4 separate regions of the Sus scrofa genome follow, and all the other regions are linked to region 1. A link is a contact called in public HiChIP or PLAC-seq and promoter capture Hi-C data. All regions are on one chromosome and are shown on one strand. The core of a region is the stretch at or near the end of the contact, and the rest is flanking DNA. Distances in the headings are between cores, read along the strand shown.

The links. Promoter capture Hi-C pulls out the DNA fragments that hold promoters and counts their contacts. HiChIP or PLAC-seq counts read pairs in DNA pulled down with a chosen protein or histone mark.
Region 2: a contact with region 1 is called in a promoter capture Hi-C map of liver, with 3 times the contacts expected there. The contact joins the enhancer-like site here to the promoter of RELL1 in region 1. A contact is called at or near these places in 1 of 5 promoter capture datasets (liver), 7 of 47 Hi-C or Micro-C datasets (embryonic fibroblasts, epiblast stem cells, fetal heart ventricle and 3 more) and 2 of 2 datasets of contacts at active chromatin or transcription factors (alveolar macrophages and skeletal muscle).
Region 3: an H3K27ac HiChIP or PLAC-seq map of alveolar macrophages shows a contact between it and region 1. The contact joins the enhancer-like site here to the promoter of RELL1 in region 1. A contact is called at or near these places in 6 of 47 Hi-C or Micro-C datasets (epiblast stem cells, liver, mesenchymal stem cells and 1 more) and 2 of 2 datasets of contacts at active chromatin or transcription factors (alveolar macrophages and skeletal muscle).
Region 4: an H3K27ac HiChIP or PLAC-seq map of skeletal muscle shows a contact between it and region 1. The contact joins the enhancer-like site here to the promoter of RELL1 in region 1. A contact is called at or near these places in 4 of 47 Hi-C or Micro-C datasets (embryonic fibroblasts, liver, skeletal muscle and 1 more) and 2 of 2 datasets of contacts at active chromatin or transcription factors (alveolar macrophages and skeletal muscle).

Annotation. Positions count from the first base shown.
Region 1 is chr8:29,189,107-29,192,429 of Sscrofa11.1, forward strand. RELL1 (RELT-like protein 1) reads right to left here and starts at 1,485. Exons shown (of 7, transcript XM_013978589.2): 1 at 1,240-1,485. The coding sequence starts at 1,327. It overlaps LOC106504618 (a long non-coding RNA gene), which reads left to right and starts at 1,718. Exons shown (of 3, transcript XR_001298248.2): 1 at 1,718-1,822; 2 at 1,939-2,094.
Region 2 is chr8:29,283,604-29,286,926 of Sscrofa11.1, forward strand. No RefSeq gene overlaps it. Among named protein-coding and RNA genes, the nearest start is that of PGM2, 22 kb to the right of the region's middle. Within about 2 kb of position 1,773, at least 5 of the 83 cell types and tissues checked have an H3K27ac peak or open chromatin away from gene starts, as enhancers often do. A contact at or near this core is called in liver, where this site is marked.
Region 3 is chr8:29,261,299-29,264,621 of Sscrofa11.1, forward strand. No RefSeq gene overlaps it. Among named protein-coding and RNA genes, the nearest start is that of PGM2, 45 kb to the right of the region's middle. Within about 2 kb of position 1,468, at least 22 of the 83 cell types and tissues checked have an H3K27ac peak or open chromatin away from gene starts, as enhancers often do. A contact at or near this core is called in alveolar macrophages and liver, where this site is marked.
Region 4 is chr8:29,122,276-29,125,598 of Sscrofa11.1, forward strand. The region is part of intron 6 of RELL1 (RELT-like protein 1); the gene reads right to left. Among named protein-coding and RNA genes, the nearest start is that of RELL1, 67 kb to the right of the region's middle. Within about 2 kb of position 1,751, at least 13 of the 83 cell types and tissues checked have an H3K27ac peak or open chromatin away from gene starts, as enhancers often do. A contact at or near this core is called in alveolar macrophages and skeletal muscle, where this site is marked.

The DNA of each region.
Region 1 (3,323 bases), core at 235-2,734:
GCTGAAAACCAAAATCTCCTATCCAATAATACATGTCACTAGTGGCCATTTCCTCAGGGTGGATGCTGAAGGAAATACAGATCTGCTAATAAAGACTCAGGAGACATATGATCCAGCCCATTCCTTTCCTGACATGTTCTAGTTTCTATGAAAAAGTGAAGGCCAAAGTGATAAGCCAGTTTAAAAGCTGTAAGCAAATGGATTTTCTCAAGAGCGAAAGCAGTATACGTGTTTTTATGATGGAGGTAGTTATTGGAAGGCTTCCAGTTACTAGCTTATTATTTGGACCTGAAGAGGAGCTGCTCAAGCTTGGAAGAGCTTGCTGACGTATGATTCCAGGGTGTAGTAACCCCAATTGGCCAAGAAGCTCTGCGTTTACTATTTTTTTTTAACCTCTGCTATAAGGCTGCAATTAAGAGGGGGACCAGTGGTAAGGAATCCCCGGTGTCTACAGGTATAAAAACAAGAATGCAAGAAAGGACTCCGGTAAAAGTACACCTTCTCGGAGATTTTAGTGAAAAACTCCTGCTCCCACTTCATCACTGGGCAGAGCATTTTATCATCTCTGCTGGTGGCTTCCTGCTCTGACCACAGAAGGTTCCTTTTGTGGTGACAGGAATCGACTCAAAGGGAAAAAATAAAGGTAAGTTTACAAACACGCCTTCCCACTTTCCAAGCCTGATTTATTCAGGATGTGTGGTCAGAACTCAGAAATCCCCAACCTGTTACAAGAATCTATCAATCACTAAAATAAATGAAAACTTTGAAAGGAAAACAATTGGAACTCCTCAACTTTCAAAATTAAAAAAAAAAAAAAATGAAGAGGTGAGGAAGGCGGCGACAGAGCACCGGGTCCTCTGTGTCACGATCTTCCGCTCGCAGGGCCTTAGAGGACAAGGGCAGGAAAGGGGTCCTCAGGGCTCCGAGGCGCAGGGCTCTGGAAAAAGGCAAGGGCGGTTCGGGTCCCTACACGCCAGACAGCTCGGAAGTGGGGGCGGGGGGTTACAGGTCCTTGGGGGACTCGGCGATAAGAGGGAAGGCGGGAGCCCGGCAGGCGGGAAGGGAGGGATGGGAGCCATCCCCACGCGCCGCACCCGGCCCGGGCCACTGTCCCCAGCCAGGGGTTCAGCACCGGGATCCCGAGGCTGTGCCAGGACAAGACCAGCTCTGAGCACAGCGGGACTACCGTCCCGATCCCCGGCCTCCTCCGGCGCGCCCGGGCCGCGACAAGGCACTCACCCGGGGCTACGAGTGGCGAACTCACGGCGCCTCCCACGAAGACAGCAGCGGCGAGGACGGCGGACCCCGGGAGTCCCCGCAGAGCCATCCCCGCGTCTCTTCGCCCTCCTCCCCCGGGGTGCCGCGTCCCGGGCTCCAATAGGGTGTGCAGCTCTCGAGTCCGCGGTCGGACAGACTGGCAGAGCCCAGCCCCCGCGCGCTGCACACCCCGCCCCAATGTACCCTCCCCTCAGGCCCCACCCACCTCGGCCCGGTCGGGCCTCTCCCTGCCAAGCCCAGGGATCCGCCTGCAAGGGTGGGAGGTGCAACTAGTCACCCCGCCCCCGGATCCGCCCACCTCAGCCTGGCTCGGCCTCTCCTTCGCGCCGGCTTCCTCGACCAGTCAATCCTCGGCTCCCGCCGCCTAGATAGGCCGTGGCCCCGCCCCTCGCCCCGCCCATCGGGCCAAGACCCGCCAAACTCGGTCCAGCCCCTCCCAGCCACGCGGGCTCTGTCAGGAACATGTCAGGAAGCTCTGGATGGGCAAACAAGGCCAGCTTTGGAATGAGCACAATCTCTTTTCTCTGTTGGCATCTCTATTCAGGTGGCATTCTCCTCCGTGACTTGTCCGGGGAGGGGCGCTGTGCAATATGTCGTTTCAATGTTTGAAAATGAGAAAAGCCAAATCACGTAAATTTCCTATCTTCTCTTCCATTTAAGCTGCTCCTATTGGGGAAAAAAACTCTACATACCTCCGGCGGAAGGGGAAATGCCTTTTTTAAAAAACCATGTGCCTACATTGCACCTTGCAAATACTCCCACGAAGTAACTCAAGTGCCTGGTCACTTACTTGTATCGTCTCGTCAGCTTTGTGAGGTGAGTAGTGGCCTTATTCCATAAGCTAGGGAGTAAACCCACGGGGGCCGGGCCCCCGCGATAAATTAGAATTACCTTGTCTTCATTGTGTTTTCTCACTGCTGCGCCCTCCCCGCCTAGCTCATGACAGCGCTCACTCAATAAGGTCGGAAGTGGGTTTTAAAGTTGAATCATCATCACAAGCAGCGATTGGACGCAGAGTCTTGATCTGAGTAGTTCCCTCTTTACTGCCCTTTAGAGACTCTAAACAAGGTAGTCAGAACTTAAACAAATACTCAAGAATACCAGCAAGGGGAGAGGGTGGGCACTGGGGGCTCTCACAGAACTAGGCTCTTCCTTGGCTGCTAGCCTCGGGTTTTCCAAGGAAAATCTCCTTGCTGGGTTCTCTGCACAGTCTATTAGGCTCATAAACATTTGCACTGATTTGGAAATTCCCAGTGACAGAAGCTCAGGCTGCCGCAGATGGCTGGGGCTGAAGGCTGGGGCTGAAGGATGCAGCTTTCTGCCCTTATAAGCCAAAGGCACGCACTGTGTGTCCTGTGCACAGATATCCACACATCCTGCAGTCTGGCAGGTGAAGCAGTTTTATACCAGCATAAAAACAGAATGGCTGCAGGAGAAAGAGGTCCAAGTGCATTTCTAACAAAAAAAAAAAAAAGAGAGAGAGAGAGAGAAAGAAAAAGAGAGAGAGAGAAGGCAGGTGGAAGGAAGGAAAAAGGGAAGAAAAGAGTCCTTGCCCTAGAAATTAAACTATAAATTATAAGTTGTAGCCAGAACCAGGTACATAATTTGCAGAGCCTGTGTAAAATGAAATTGCAAGGGGTTTTGTTCAAAAATTATGAATTTCAGGGTGGCTGATATCCTGGTGTGGACCCTATCTAAGCACAGGGCCCCCGGAACCCGTCACACACCCATAAAGCCAGCTTTGGTTTGGGAACTTGGAATGTAGCGAAAAGCTTGGACCACAAGATCTTTTCAAAAAGTCAAGTATTGGAGTTCCCATTATGGCTCAGTGGTAATGAACCCGACAAGTATCCATGGGGGCACAAGTTCAATCCCTGGCCTTGCTCAGTGGGTTAAGGATCTGGTGTTGCCATGAGCTGTGGCATAGGTTGCAGACGTGGCTTGGACCCAGCGTTGCTCTGACTGTGGCGTAGGCCTAGCCTGGGAATTTCCATAGGTCTCAAGTGTGGCCCTAAAAAGACAAAAAAGTCAGTATCATTTTTAAA
Region 2 (3,323 bases), core at 523-3,022, 95 kb after region 1:
AAGAACTTCCATATGCCATGGGTGCAGTCATTAAAAAAAGAAGAAGAAAGCAAATGATAAGAAACTCAGTCTTTCTCAACTATGGGAGTCATCACAGGTCAAGGGAGCCATCCCATGATAAGCATTTCTATAGGTGTACTTTAAATCGTCCAAGAAAGGAGTTGAAGGGACTTGTGAAATTGGTAAGAAACAAAAATTAGGAAATAAAGGCAACAAGGATTTTTTAATTAAATTTTCATAGTATTAAGTGAAAATAGAAAAAAAAATACTTCCCTGGAGATTTCCAAAAATAAAATACTTTGTACTGTTTAAGATTAGACATAAAACACCTCACAAAGTGCCTCTTAGTCCTGTGATTCTATGAGTTTCAGGGAGGGGATGTAGATGATTGGGGAGGAGGTTTTTTGAGTTTTTTTGTCTTTTTGCCTTTTCTAGGGCCGCTCCTGCAGCATATGGCAATGCCAGATCCCCAACCCACTGAGCAAGGCCAGGGATCTAACCCGAAACCCCACGGTTCCTAGCCGGTTTCGTTAACCACTGAGCCACGAAGGGAACTCCTCGGGGAGGGGGTATTTTTTAAGGCCGCATTTTTTATCCAAAATTTTTAACAACATTGGACATATTGCCTGAAGAGGGCGCCCTTTCCTATAAAACTAAGATTCATTTGCTAAACCCCTAACATGCAAGCAAATCTGTGTAATAAATACTCTACCAGTTTCAATTTTTCAGTAGTGGTGCTTTTTTAAATATTAGATTATATTTTAGTAAAATATACATTTATAAGCATATATTCTTTATACATACACTTTAAAACATGAGAATAAAAGGAACTCCTACATGCCCAGCAGGAAAATTTAGGAAATAGGAAAAGTCCAGTACCTCGGAAGCTCCTTTGTGCTTCCCCATGTATCTCCATCTCTCCTCATTCCTAACTGAAACATTTTCTTGGATTATTGTTTATAATTTCCTTGCCTTTCTTTGTAGTTTTATTACCTTTGTATTGTTGATTTTTTTTTTTCTTTTTTTTTTTTTTGCCTTTTCTAGGGCTACTTCCTGCGGCATATGGAGGTTCCCAGGCTGGGGGTCCAATTGGAGCTGTAGCCACTGGCCTACGCCAGAGCCACAGCAACGCTGGATCGGAGCCGTGTCTGCAACCTACACCACAGCTCACAGCAACTCCGGATCGTTAACCCACTGAGCAAGGGCAGGGACCGAACCTGCAACCTCATGGTTCCTAGTCGGATTTGTTAACCACTGCGCCATGATGGGAACTCCTGTTGAATTTTTTTTAATACAGCTATATGAATTTTTCTGTGACTTGCTTTTTTGATCAGTATTAAGTGTTTGAGATCCATTCACACTGACACATGTAACTGTAGTTCATGTATTTTCAGGGCTCTGCGTGTTCCACCCTATGAGTATATCACGAACTACTGCTTCCGGTCTGTGCTTCAGGGGTGAACTTATTTTGTTGTGATTACGAGCTGCACTGCTGGAACTTTCCTGCAAGAGCCCCTTACTATACATGTGCAGTAGTTCTTTGAGAACAGTGTGCTGCTTGGTTTTGTATGGCCCACAGCTGGGAATGATTTGTATGTTTGAAATGGTTGAAAAAAAGAACAAGAATATCTATGACATGAGAAAATTATGTGAAATTCATATTTCAATGTGTACAAATAAAGTGTTATTGGAATAAACACACTCACTCAGTTCTACGTTGTCTGTGGCTGCTTTCCAAGCACAGCAGCAGATCTGAGTAGCAGGGCCAAAAATCTTCTGGCTCACAAAGCCCCAAATATTGACTCTCTGGATTTTATAGAAAAAGTCTGCAGACTCCAGCTCCGTCTTATATGCTTAAGGAGGAAATGCTGAAGCTTAGAGTGTGTACATTTCCTAGTTCACTTGTTTTCCAATATACACTCCCATCACCAGTCTTCAAGGTGGAGACGGAAAAAACAGACCTGCTACAGAACTACAGAAGCTATTTTCTGTGTACTCATGAGTTGTGGTTGTATTTTGCAACACTTTTGCTACAAATGCGATAAGCTATTAATAATAATCTTGTCTGTACCTTGTATAAACTTCTTTTTTTTTTTTTGTCTTTTTTTTTTTTTTGTCTTTTTTGTTGTTGTTGTTGTTGCTATTTCTTGGGCCGCTCCCGCGGCATATGGAGGTTCCCAGGCTAGGGGTCGAGTCGGAGCTGTAGCCACTGGCCTACGCCAGAGCTACAGCAACACCAGATCCGAGCCACGTCTGCAACCTACACCACAGCTCACGGCAACGCCGGATCCTTAACCCACTGAGCAAGGGCAGGGACCGAACCCGCAACCTCATGGTTCCTAGTCGGATTTGTTAACCACTGCGCCACGACGGGAACTCCCAGTACCTTGTATAAACTTCTTTAGTTTAAGCCTATCAGGAAACAAGGTCTTGGAACATTGATATTTTCTAGACAGAATCCTCCCACGATATCTAGACTAAGACCATACCTTGGAGTTCCCAGCTCCCCCATCTTGAGGTAGGTCATCTGGCTAAGATCATTCATGGGCCTCCTATAAAACCAAGATGGTACAAAGTGAATTACATGGAGTTGGCACAAGTGCCAAGCACTGGTGCATTTATCCTGCGATCTTTTGCTTCTGAGATCTAGAAGAAGCTCTAAATTGCCAGACCCCATAGTCCTTGTTATAAATGGTGTGTCTTCACACAGAAAGGATGTTAAGAGGTGTGCAGTGAGCACTTGCACTGAAGCTAGTCTGAATTGCGATGAAATGTCAGTGTAATAGGCTCATCAGATTTCAAAGATGTAATATGATAAAAAGAATATAAAATATTGGTTTTTAGCTGCTAAACTCAGGTAATTTGTTATCCAGCAATAGAAAACTAATATAGTAGAAAAAAAGAGAAAAATATATTTCAAGGTACTCATAAGTTATTTTATTAACAGTCTCTTAATATTTACTTTTTTTTTTTTTTTTTTTTTTTGGCTTTTTAAGGGCCGCATCTGCAGCATATGGAGCTTCCCAGGCTAGGGGTCGAATCAGAGCTACAGCTGCTGGCCTACGCCACAGCCGCAGCAACGCCAGTTCTGAGCCACATCTGCGACCTACACCCTAGTTCACAGTAACGCCAGATACTTAACCCACTGAGTGAGGCCAGGGATGGAACCCACAACCTCATGGCTCCTAGTCAGATTCATTTCCACTGTGCCACAACGGGAACTCCCTTTACATTAATTTTTATTAGATTGGACAACACAATGTTTGTTATGTTTTATATTTTTAATTTTTTATTATAGTTAATTTACAATGTTTTGTCAATAT
Region 3 (3,323 bases), core at 218-2,717, 72 kb after region 1:
GGCTTGTAATAACATTTGAAAATAACTCACTCTTCTCAGTGGCAAAAAGCTAGAATTACAGTGATGCATAATGCTTATAAAGAAAATCCTGGAGTTCCCATTGCGGCTCAGTGGTAATGAACCCTACTAGCATCCATGAGGACATGGGTTCAATCCTTGGCCTTGCTCTGTGAGTTGGGGATCTGCCATTGCTGTGAGCTATGGTGTAGGTTTGAAGACATGGCTCGGATCCTGAGATGCTGTGGCTGTGGTGTAGGCTGGCAGCTGCAGCTCTGATTTGATCCCTAGCCTGGGAACTTCTGTATGCTGCAGGTGTGGCCCTGAAGAAAAAAAAAAAAAAAAACAGAAAATCATGACGGATCTCCATTTGAAAATGTTTCTTTTGTTTAAAAATATGTGAAGGTTGGCTCAATGGTTAACAAACCATTGTCTTGGACTAGTAACCAAGACGTTGCCTGTTTGATCCCTGGCCTCACTCAGTGGGTTAAGGATCCCGCGTTGCCATGAGCTGTGGTGTAGGTCGCAGATGTGGCTCAGATCCCCTGTTGCTGTAACTGAGGCGTAGACCGGCGGCTACAGCTCCGATTGGACCCCTAGCCTGGGAACCTCCATATGCCTCGGGTGCGACCCTAAAAAGACCCCCCAAAAAAAAATTAAAAAAATAGATAAATAATGTGAAGGTCAATGAGTCTGAATGAATACAAATAATGAACTAAACAATTATTGCTGCCAGAAGAAAAAGCTGCCCTGAGGAGACATGCCATTCTACCCTTTCTCAAAGGGTAATGATGAACCAGCGCCTCCTAGAAACCTTATTAGGGGATTCAAGGCTGGGAGGATGGTTGTTTTGTTACAGCAGCTGCCCAGCAGCCCTGTGCTGCAGCGTTATCAGCTCTGGCGACAGCCCTGTGGCTGTAGTGTCCCAGCTCCAGCAGCTCTGTGGCTGCAGTGGATCAGCTCTTTTACGGGGCGAGAAACCCAGCGAGTACTCGGAGAGTTGGAGACTTCAGGTTTATTTTGCCGGCGGGCTCAGAGGAGATGGCTCTCCGGAGTCTGAGCCCCGAAGAAGGGTTTCACAAGGCTTTTATGGGCTACCTCTTCCGGGTCCGTGCTTGGCTGGTTGGACCGGAGTGAGGTCAGGCGAGGGAGTAGGTGTGGAAACAAGTTCACAGAAGCAGATGTGTGGGGGAGGGTGGTTAGGGGCAGTTGGCTGGACTTTGCTTAGTCATCATGGCTGAGGTCTCTCCTTTCTTCCTTCTTATTGGGACAGTTTCTCCTACAGCTTACCCCTGTCAGAATGCATGATTGTTTTGTTATGACCTTTTATAACCTCCTAAAGATGTTATCCACACCATCGACTGGGTCCACAAGAACTGCTCTGTCCTTCGTGGTCTCCCCACAACCCCATCCATGGAGACGTGCACCTTGATCAGAGGAAGAGTTTGCACTATGCAAATGTGGTGAGGTCACTTCGGAAGACCATTCGTCAGGTTGAACTAAAGAAAAAGAAAACAAAACTCTGCACTGATTCCCACGCACTTAGATGTCCATATAAACAAACTCTAGAGCTTTATGATCTCTTCCATATGTACACCAGCCCTCCACACCTGGATTATCCTGGGTGCTTTTATTTTCTGCCAAAAGAGAAAAATAGTAATTTCAATCCCTCCACCATGTCCCATCTAGATGGATTTTAAGGTGATGAGATTTTGCTCCTCCCACAGTTTTGTGGCAGTGTTACAGCAGGCAGAGAGGTAGGTGTGAACAGAGAAACAGAGGCCAAAGGCCAACTGGCAGGAAACCACGCATCTTGCAAACAGCAGGGGGTCCCAGGGCAGCAAAAAGAAGGAGGGGTGAGGGATTGGGGGGTGTCTCATGGCAGAAAAAGAAAAGCAGGAACTGACTGGAAACCACACATTTGAGGTGGTAAGTGTCCTGGAGGCAGAAAAAGAAAGGTTGGAAAAGGCAGGAATCTCCAGCATTCAAATGTAACCTGTTGCTCGTTACTTCCTCATTGCAATAAAATTAGCCTTACAGATAAAAAAATTCCATTAAGGACCAAGGCTCAGGACACTTCCAATCAAAGTTAAATAAGGACAAAAATCCCTCCCCCCTTCAGGAAGGTGGAGCTGGAATGAAAATCTGGATAAATGACAAGGGGGAAGGGGAGGGAGTGGGACGGACTGGGAATTTGGGGTTAATAGATGCAAACTGTTGCCCTGGGAATGGATGAGCAATGAGATCCTGCTGTATAGCACTGGGAACTTTATCTGGTCACTTATGATGGGGCATGAAGGAGCATAATGTGAGAAAGAGACTGTATAGATGTATGTGTGACTGGGTCACCCTGCTGTACAGTACAAAATTGACAGAACACTGTAAACTAGCCATAATGGAGAAAATAAAAATCATTTTAAATTAAAAAAAAGAAAATCAGGGTATAGGATCCCCAGTGAATACTCCGCCCCTTCATTTGTATGCCCCTCCTAACCCACTTGCTAAAGAAACGCAGGGCAACTGCTCACCTGTCTGCCTGCCTTCCCTCTGGAGGCTTGTTTCTCACTTAAATAAATCCTCACTTTGCCTTCTCAATTTCCTTCTAGTTTCTGATTCCTTCTGTGATGAGACAAGAGCCTTTCCACGGTAACAGCAGCTCATGAAGAGAATAAGTAAGGAGGAGAAACAAAGGCAAAGGAAAATATAATTAAATGACCTGCTTTTCACTCTGTCCTCTTTCTCCACAGCTTCTAGAAACTTCCTTTGTAGGTTCTTTCATGACTGCTTCTGGACCTTCAAAGCTGTCTAGGCTGAGACACAGGTAAAGGCAGAAAGGATCTGGACTGGAAAGCCCAGCAATTTCCTGGGGTGGGGGTGCCCCAAGGGGGGCCACTGATCCTCAGATGAAGAGACTTCTCAGCCTCAAGCAAAACTTAGCTCAACACAGCTTTCTTTGGGAGGGTGATTTATATATAGGTCTTTATTCTTTTAAAATATGACCTGCGGTTCCTGAGTATATATGCCAAGATGAAAGGACCTTGGCAGCACAGAGAAAGGGCATTCTGGCTCCACACCCTAAAGGTCTGGGTAAAAATTCTGGGACCACGAATACATTTGCATACCAGCTGAACAGCACGCAGTAGCTAAACTGGTTGAGTTTCTCCATACTTTTTAAAAAGTGGCATTACTAATTTGTCTTATCAAATGCTCAGCATGATAAATCTAAACTAAATTTTCCCACTGCACAAAGTGGTCTCTCTTAAGAATCAATTAAGCACGGGAAAATTCAGAATTCTCAGCTCTGTGAGTGCAGCAATACCATGTGG
Region 4 (3,323 bases), core at 501-3,000, 67 kb before region 1:
AGTTACGTGTCCTTTAACTTTCCTCTTCTGAAGACCCGGAACAGGAGCGAAATGCTACATCAGCCTGTGTAGACTGCAGCATACACACCACGCAGGCCGACCTACCCCCGTTAAGGAAGAAAACCTTCTCTTGTTTCCCCAGACTGTGTTTGCCTATGAACACTAAAGAGAGATGAAACCAACTTGCAGAAATATGAAGAAATAGCAAAAAATCAATAGGATGTCTTTATTGGAGTATTACTTTGTACTTATTATTCAAATAAGTACTTATTTTACAGACAAGTACATCCTTTACAAATATCTCATCCTTCAGGATATGTAGTCTAACATTATCCATGTTATCCTTTACTGCTGCTGACAGTTATAATACTCACAATGGGTGTGTGTGTGTGTGTGTGTGTGTGAAGGAGGGAGAGAGATTTCCCAAACTAAATGTGTGGGTAAAGGATGCTTTCCCCTTTAGCTGAAAAGGAGCTGCCCTCTAAAATAGCATGAACCAGTCATGGCTCCACTGCAGAGCTCAGTGGCAACAAACCGGACAAGGATCCATGAGGATGTGGGTTTGATCCCTGGCCTTGCTCAGTGGGTTAAGGATCCGGGATTGAGCTGTGGTGTAGGTCACAGACGTGGCTCAGATCTGGTGTTGCTGTGGGTGTGGTGTAGGCCGGCAGCAACAGCTCCGATTGGACTGCTAGCCTGAGAACTTCCATATGCTGCACCTGCAGCCCTAAAAAAAAAAAAAAAAAAAAAAAAACGCATAAAATAAAATAAAAAACAGCATGAACCAAGTTCTTAATTATAAATGAATAACTAAGTCCCTGTACTGCATTGCCACAACCTTACACGGCTAAACCATGAATTTGGACCATAAAAACCAAACAAACTCAAATGTGGGAATAAGTTCATTTGAATACTGGGTTGATTAATGTGGAAGACACTATCAGGGAAAAAAGTAGAAAGGCCAGAGCTGGAAAAATAGACAAATTGTCCTAAAAGAAAAAAAAAAGTTTAAAAAGATGAGAGACTTTTCCCAGTAATACTTCAAACTAGGCCATTATCTAGAAAATAGGTATTCAACTATTTTTATGTCTTTCTCTCTCTCTCTCTCTTTTTATCACCTGCTCTCTTAGACCTGGACTTTTTTTGTATCAAGGAAAACAAGAAGGTCAAGAGCAAAGGATGTCAGGCCCAGACTGGGGTCTTTCATCACAGTCAGACTCTTCATTCCAACGCAGTAGAAATTCCCAGTGTTCTTTGCACAAGTTTGACCACTGGTCAGGAGTGGGCAGGAAGGACAGAGGGCTGGGTTACGAAGGAGGGATCCGGAGATATTGGCCTGTCCCCACATCCACACCCTCTGACTAGCTGTGAAGCCTCGGCCTCCCTACAGAGTTCCCTCCTAAGGTCGTTGGGGGTTTTGCATAAGATGATGTATGTGCAGTGCTTAATACCAGACCCTTCTCCAAGTTAGCTATTGTTTTCATGACCATCATCCAATCACACTGGCTTTCTTTGTACGGCCTTCCTTGGCTAATTAAAACTGCACTGTGCACAGTGTCTTTGAAAGCGGAAGGGACAGATACAAACAGCTGCTTCAAGTCTGGATCGCTCACACCAGACACGAGGCAGAAAAAGGAAAGTTAACCTTTCTCGGGCTCTGTCGAAAGCTCCCCAGCTCTGATTCACAGCTCTGGGCTCTTGCTCTTCACAAACACACCCTTAACAACAGGGAGCACTTGACCAGCACAGCAACTATCTATTTCCAGGTAAATACCTATCTTACTGGGGTGACAACCAAGAGGAAAGAAGATACCACATTCTGTACGCCTGTAAATTTCCAGTGGTAGCCTTGTTTCCGGAACTGTGTCATGGTACATTCGACATTGTTAAATTTCTTCTCCTTCCATTCTATTGCTGTGAGTATGACCATAGTCACAACCAAACACATGCTGTAAAATAGTATTTCTTTACCACAGCTTTTAATGCTAAATGGTGCCTTCTGTATGGGCAAACAGCAGTCAGAAAACAGGAGGGAGCTGGCATAGATGCTAGAGAAATCTAGCAGCAATGGACCAGAGGGGGAGAAAACGAATTATTCTCCAGTTCTCATTGCCATAGGGCCCCCCCACATTTAATAACGCTGACCTATCTTTTTAGGGGGTGAGGGTAGGGGGAGAATTTGGTGATTATTGTCTTACACTAGTGAGTGCTCAGGCTGGGGGAAGTGAAGCCAAACTTCCTTACATTGAAAAGACAACTCAGAAATCCCAAGTGTTTTATGTGGAATCTAAAATATGACACAAATGAACCTATTTATGAAACAGACTCACAGACATAGAGAACACAGACTTGAGGTTGCCCAGGGGAAGTGCGGAGGCTTGGGGGAGGGATAGGGTGGGAGGCTGGGGTTTAGCAGATGTAAGCTATTACTTATAGGATGAATAAACAACAAGGTTCTACTGTTTAGTGCAAGAAACTAGATTCAATAGCCTATGATAAATCATAATAGAAAAGAATATTTTTAAAAAGAATGGAATCTCTTTGCTGTGCCCCAGAAATACAACTCTGTAAATCAACTCTCCTTCAATTTTTCAAAAGCACTCTAATTACATAAAAGAAGAAGAAGAAGAAAAGAAATCCCAAGTGTGACCATTTCATCATAAAACAAGACTGATGGAGAGAAATGAAGAACCTCGGAAAAAAATTGTCTGGAAGGAAGAGATCCTCTTCCTCTCTAGAGTTTATGGCTTACAATGCCATTCTAATGATAAAGACAAAGCTCTAACTCCATTATTATGTTAAGGTTGCACAGAAGCCACAATACAGCTTTGATTAGGACATATGCGTGCCTTGTTAAAAAGCATCTGGTCCCTTTAAAAATTAGAGCCATGTTTTAAGAAACTAGAAGCCTAAACAGATGATGGACCGTTCACACCAAGACCTCAAAGAACAGGGGGTTAAGGAAGAAAAAGACCATCTGATTCATCACGAGAGTGGCTGACATTTGCAGAGTGCCTTCCACGTACCAGGCACTGCCGTGCCAAGCGCTCCAGATGCAGTAACTCATCTTTCCAATAACCCCCTGAGTCAAAGACAGGAAACTGAGGCTTGCAGGTTCAATAGCCTGCCCAAGACCACAGAGTTAATATGGGAAAGCAGATTCCACCCCAGGCAGTTCCATCTGGAAGACCCTCAGACACCCCCACTCAGCTCCGCCACTCCAGTCACCACGGAGACATGCACGGGACTGTCGCCAGCACTTCTCTGCTCTTTTACTGAATAACGCCAGTGGGAAAGTCTGCACTGCTTGTAGCTTTGAATTT